Linked DNA regions of Mus musculus: region 1 is linked to region 2. A link is a contact called in public HiChIP or PLAC-seq data. All regions are on one chromosome and are shown on one strand. Each heading gives the region's core, a stretch centred on a gene start, on an enhancer-like site or on the middle of the called end of the contact. The rest is flanking DNA. Distances are from core to core; before and after follow the strand shown.

Region 1 (2,700 bases), core at 14-2,513, 220 kb before region 2:
AAACCAAAGCATGTTCATAATCAGAGAACCTAAAGTAACTGTTAGTATGTTAAGAAGGTCACTATGTGGTTTCTTCCAACGAATGCTGTCACAGCTGTTATCCTTATGAAGGGAAAGACAGTGGAAGTGGAAGTCCTGAGGTGGGTAGAAGAAGCATTTATTGAGTGCCTATGATCTATGCTGTGCACATGATCCATGACAGTCTTTGAAGCAACTCTACAGGAACAAGACTTCTTTCATTTTACCAAAGAGGAAACCAGAGTGAACTCTCTATGTGTGATGTTGCAGCTTGTGTAGCTTCTGGACTTCATTCTAAGGCTCCTAGTTCATCAAGACCCAGGAATATAATGGCAACATTTTGGGGCTGCTTTCAGGAAGCAGAGGAGATGAGAATAAAGAATTGAAAACTTTGCCCCAAGCTCTGAACAGAGCTCTGCTCTTTGTAGACATTTTAGACCTAGCCCTGAAATTTCAAAATCAAAACTGCTGCCAACTCCAAAAATTTCTACACAACATCATGATGCTACAAGAAGAAAATTTCATAGGGTGAAATCTCAGTCTCGTTCACAAAATTATTAAAGTTGATTGCTTGAAATGAATCGAAGAGTATGTTTGTAAAGCATATACAGAAAGAGGGGTTCTTGCTTAGACTTCCATAGGATTACCCAAGATGGCTCATCAGACACGTGCAAATAGTCCAAAAGCTGAAACAAATACTTCTGGTCACAAGAATTTTGGATAACCAATCTATATTGGATGTTAGGCCCTCTTTGGCTATATCTGATCTATAAGAGATTCTGCCTTAAAAAGCAACAATAAGAAACACTGTAGTATACGCAGAGATGGCCCCTTAACTCAGTCATTAGAGATGGGACCATTTCAAATACCCAGGCAATGTGGGAACTATTAGAGGGTCAGTGGTCTTTAAGATACTTCAAAGTAGATGCCCTTGTTTTCCTGGCTCCTCTACAGGTAACTGATGCTGCTGGATTCTCTGTCTGCAAGGGCTGCTCTTTGTACCCCAAGCATCCTCCTCTTAGAAGGCTATTTCCCAGCACCCTTGCCACCCTCCAGGCTGAGTTATTTGTCCTCACCTGTGTGGTCTCCTTGGGCATCCCTCCATCACAGTGTGCCATCACGGAGCACTAATTGTTGATTTACATGTCCCTCCCACTCTCGTTCTGTGTCTTTTCATCTTTACACCCTCCAAGCATAACAGAGTGTCTAGCTCATACCGGAGGCATCATAAATATTTGCTATGTGAGTCAGTGCAAGAATGTGTGGCCGTGTAAGAGGCTGGTGTTGGGTGTAGGACAGGGTTGGGGCCAGGATGTCGTGCATTCAGTAAAAAGTGGGACAGGACTGCATAAACCTGTGCACGTATCAAGGACTGGGAGCTCCCCTGAGTTCCTACATAGGCTTTGAATTGTGACCAATTGAAGAGTAAAATCCTAATTAGCTCTTCTCGTAAGTATAACCCAGATCATTCTTCCTCAACCTGCCTCGTGGACAGAGAGGCCCAGGATCATTCTCTCTGATGTACTTTTCAACACTGACTGCAAAGTGGGTTTGCTTCTTTCGTTTTCACTTTCTTTTTACTGCTGTTTCATCTTTAGTTGTAGACATAGCTCTCCTCTGCTGTACACAGAGCCCCAAAGAATAAGGAGCCTTCCCCGAGCATGGGAGACCTCTATAGCTGAGCGCCATGGGTTTCTGGCAGACAAATCCCATGAAACTGCATACAATGCCAAGAATATGAAAGCAAGAATGCTCTCCTGTTAGAGCTGCAAGCTCAGGGGATGAATTCCTGCCTGCCTTAGCTTAAATAGTCCATCTGCAGAGGAGGCATCAAAGACGGGAGCCTGGGAACAAAGGGTTAACAGTGTCTGTGTTTGCTCTGGCATGAAGGGACACATGCAAGCTTTTAGTTGTTTCTTAATGATCCTTTGTTGTCAGAGACTCTGCAGGATCTTCCATGCTCTAGGCTCACACAGTGGCCATGGCTTCCTATTTTATCCCCCTCTATTCCCCTATTGCTTCTGTCCTACAGTAATGTTGAAAAGTTCCCATGAACCTGTTCTCTTGTCACCAATATTTCTTATCAAGAATATTGAGATTATCTATGTTGAAAATGAACCTGAGCCAGGCGTGGTGGCACACGCCTTTAATCCCAGCACTGGGGAGGCAGAGGCAAGCGGATCTCTGAGTTTGAGGCCAGCCTGGTCTACAGAGTGAGTTCCAGGACAGCCAGGGCTACACAGAGAAACCGTGTCTTGAAAAAAACAAAAAACAAAAAAAAGGCAAAACAAAACAAAACAAAACAATAAAAATAAAAAAAAAAAGAAAAAAGAAAAAAGAAAAGAAAATGAACCTGAGATTGATTTCCAACCCACTCTTTCCATGCATACCATGGGAACTTTGGGTTGCCTGAGATCACAAGCACGATGCTTGTATGGGTTATAGTTCTCGCTATGCTTCGTTGATTAGGGAGTAATGAGAAGAAAAAAGTCTGAATGTTAAAAACAGAAGCAACTATTGCAGGACTATATTAGTCCTTTTTTATTATTGTTGTTGTTGTTGAAATTATTAAATTCCTAACAAGAAGCAGTTGATGGAAGGACACTTCTACTTGGGCTCACAGTTTGAGGGTACTGTCCAGCATGTCCAGTAATGGTACTTTTCATAGGGTGATAGATGTCG
Region 2 (2,700 bases), core at 200-2,699:
AAGGTATGTGTGTAGGGGTGGGGCAGAGGATATCGAGAAGAACAGAGACAGGAAAGAGAACAAAACTGTTTCTAGAGACAGTTAAAAACTTAAATACGAGTTGAAGAAGGGACCGGCTTTCGAGTCACCACAGGCTCGGGAATAAAAGTCCCTTGCAATTTCCAACTGTTTGAACAGCCAGAAGAAGGCTAGAAAGGAGTAGGAGATAGAACAGTTAGTTGGTATCTGCAGGACAATGAAGATACTTACAAGATGGAATGGCAGGACAACTGGGCCTCCATGAACAATTTATGAAAACCAAATATATAGCCTTGAAAGAGAATGCGGGCCTCAGTGCCAGAAGCACCCTCATGTGAGATTTATAACAAGAATCAATACGAGCAGCGTGAGCAGTTCGAATGAAGAGGCGGATCCAAGAGCCACGGCAATGCTGGCACAGTGGCCAAATTCCCACAGCAGTAAAGTCGTCCTGCAGGAACTTCAACGCTCGATGATGTCAAAGGAGAACATGATGCTGCCACAGGCACCAAGATCATGTTAAAGCAGTTAGTCACCAAGGCCCCGCCTCCCCTCCCCATCCAATCCAAGTCTTCATTTTCCGTAGTAGTGAGTTTTCTAGGTACATCTGTAGCCCCAGTGAGACCCTGTTCCGATACTAACTTCTTGTCCATTTGAAATACCTGAGTTGTACTGTGTAGCACCGTCTATAGAGTGTGGCCGCTGCCTACCTGGTTGAATTTCTGGGAACAATAAGTTATGTTGAAATCGGTTTCCCTTGGGAGCTGTGGGCTCAGCTAACGGAATTGTGAACAGGTGGCAGCCATGGGATTGGCCACTGCTGAGCTTGGGGGCGCTTTGGCTGCACCCGTGCTTTCATAAGTCTTAAGTGATGCCCCATCGAAGCCACTGTCCCCATTACTCCACTTCCACCCTTGGCCACATCTTAGATTGTAACCTTCCCCCTCCCTCTGAAATTGACCGTGGGTGAGGAACTCGGGCCTTCCTCTATCAAGGGATGCTGCTTTCCCCCTCCTCAGCCCCCTTGTTACCCATCACCATACAACATCAGATGAGACTGGAAGAACCTGGCCTCCCTCACTTAGCTCCAGACCACACTCATTCACCCGCCAGCAGCCTAGGAAGGGAACGCCAGGTCCTCGACCCTGCCGCCACCATCAGCCTGTGAGCTTGGAGCGCAGATCTAGACATGAACAGAGCAGTCACAGGGCAACTCAGACCGGCCAGAGCTCAGGGTCCTTGGTGGATATGCCTAGAGAAAGGCCATGTGGAGAGTCCTAAGTGTACACGGTTCTGAGTTGGTTCCTTTTTCCATAATCACTTTGCTTTTACACATTGAAGAGGTTTGAATAGGGCTCTCAGGCACCCCAGCTGATGTGGAGTCTGACAGCTGGAACACAGGACCCTAACCTGGCAAGGACCTGGAGAAGCTCTGTGTCACCATGTTTGCAGATCAGTGGGCCTGGCCTCCTGGCTCGTTGCTGCATTCCCCACTCTGTTCAGGATCACTACATGTTGAAATGTGGATGCATTCCAAAATAAAGGCAATTCGTTTGTGTTGCAGAAAAAAAAAAAGCCCCAAAACCAAAACCTTAAATACTATATACGCACAACTTTAGGCCAACAGCTTTGTAAAGGAATTGAATGAACTTTTAGAAAACACAGAAATGACTCATGAGGAAATAGAAATCTCGAATGTATCAAGACTACAATTGAATCTGTAGTTAAAAATCAACTCACAGTGAGGACTTCAGGCCAGATTTTACTGCTAACATTTCTTACCTAAGCTTTTTCACGAACAGAAAAAGGCACATTACTTCCCAGCATATTCTTAAGAGAGTTGCACAACCTCGCAGTAAAAGTGAGCCAAGGACAGAACCAGATAGGGAACTCACAGCTCAGGGTTACTGCAATGAATTGCTTTAGCGAGTTAAAACAAGATTAAACTGTAAAATTACAGCTGTGTACGCCCCATAAAATGTAAACATCGCCAATGGTTAAAGAAAATAAACTATCAATCAAGTAGGAATAAACAAAATGTCTTTATTGTGAGAAAACCAATCTATAAAATTAGAGTACACACATCATCCATAATGATAAAGATATAAATTTTCTTTTTATTGTAATGACCACAATAGTCAGTCTCAGTTGTTCCTTAGTGTAATACAAGTCCCAAGTGTGTATACAAAAGGGAAAGAAAAGAGACATTTTAAAAGGTTTGAGGAAAAGAATCAGTCTCTCAGTATTAATCTTGTTGTTGTTGTGGGGCTAGAAGCCAGGCTCTCGAAAGCTAGGTGAAATTCTAATATTACACTGTATTCCCGGTCTCAGCTTCTCATTGTGAAGAGATAACATTATCTACAGTGAAAATTCGAGACATCAGCAATTGTTCCATTTCAAAGTAAGGACTAATGGTAAATCAGTTATCAGAGTGTGTTACTTTTCTACATAGCAGAAACACTCAGATAAATCCATGAAGGAGCGTCCTGCCAGGCCCTCGATCGCAGAGATGACCTGGTGAATGCTCAGGGGATCTCAAAACAACAAAAACAGCAACAACAATAATGACGACGATGACGATGATGACGACGACGACAACACCCAACAAGGAAACCCAAAAAACAGACCACAAACCAAGCCATGATTGTAGCAAAGGGATTTGGAGGAGTGGACCAATTAAGA

The links. HiChIP or PLAC-seq counts read pairs in DNA pulled down with a chosen protein or histone mark.
Region 1: a FOXA1 HiChIP or PLAC-seq map of pancreatic cancer cells shows a contact between it and region 2. The contact joins two enhancer-like sites. A contact is called at or near these places in 1 of 484 Hi-C or Micro-C datasets (nephron progenitors) and 2 of 115 datasets of contacts at active chromatin or transcription factors (kidney and pancreatic cancer cells).

The regions. Positions count from the first base shown.
Region 1 is chr13:42,350,603-42,353,302 of GRCm38.p6, forward strand. No RefSeq gene overlaps it. Among named protein-coding and RNA genes, the nearest start is that of Edn1, 50 kb to the left of the region's middle. Within about 2 kb of position 1,264, at least 36 of the 459 cell types and tissues checked have an H3K27ac peak or open chromatin away from gene starts, as enhancers often do. A contact at or near this core is called in pancreatic cancer cells, where this site is marked.
Region 2 is chr13:42,569,337-42,572,036 of GRCm38.p6, forward strand. It overlaps the pseudogene Gm47125. Among named protein-coding and RNA genes, the nearest start is that of Phactr1, 110 kb to the right of the region's middle. Within about 2 kb of position 1,450, at least 12 of the 459 cell types and tissues checked have an H3K27ac peak or open chromatin away from gene starts, as enhancers often do. A contact at or near this core is called in pancreatic cancer cells, where this site is marked.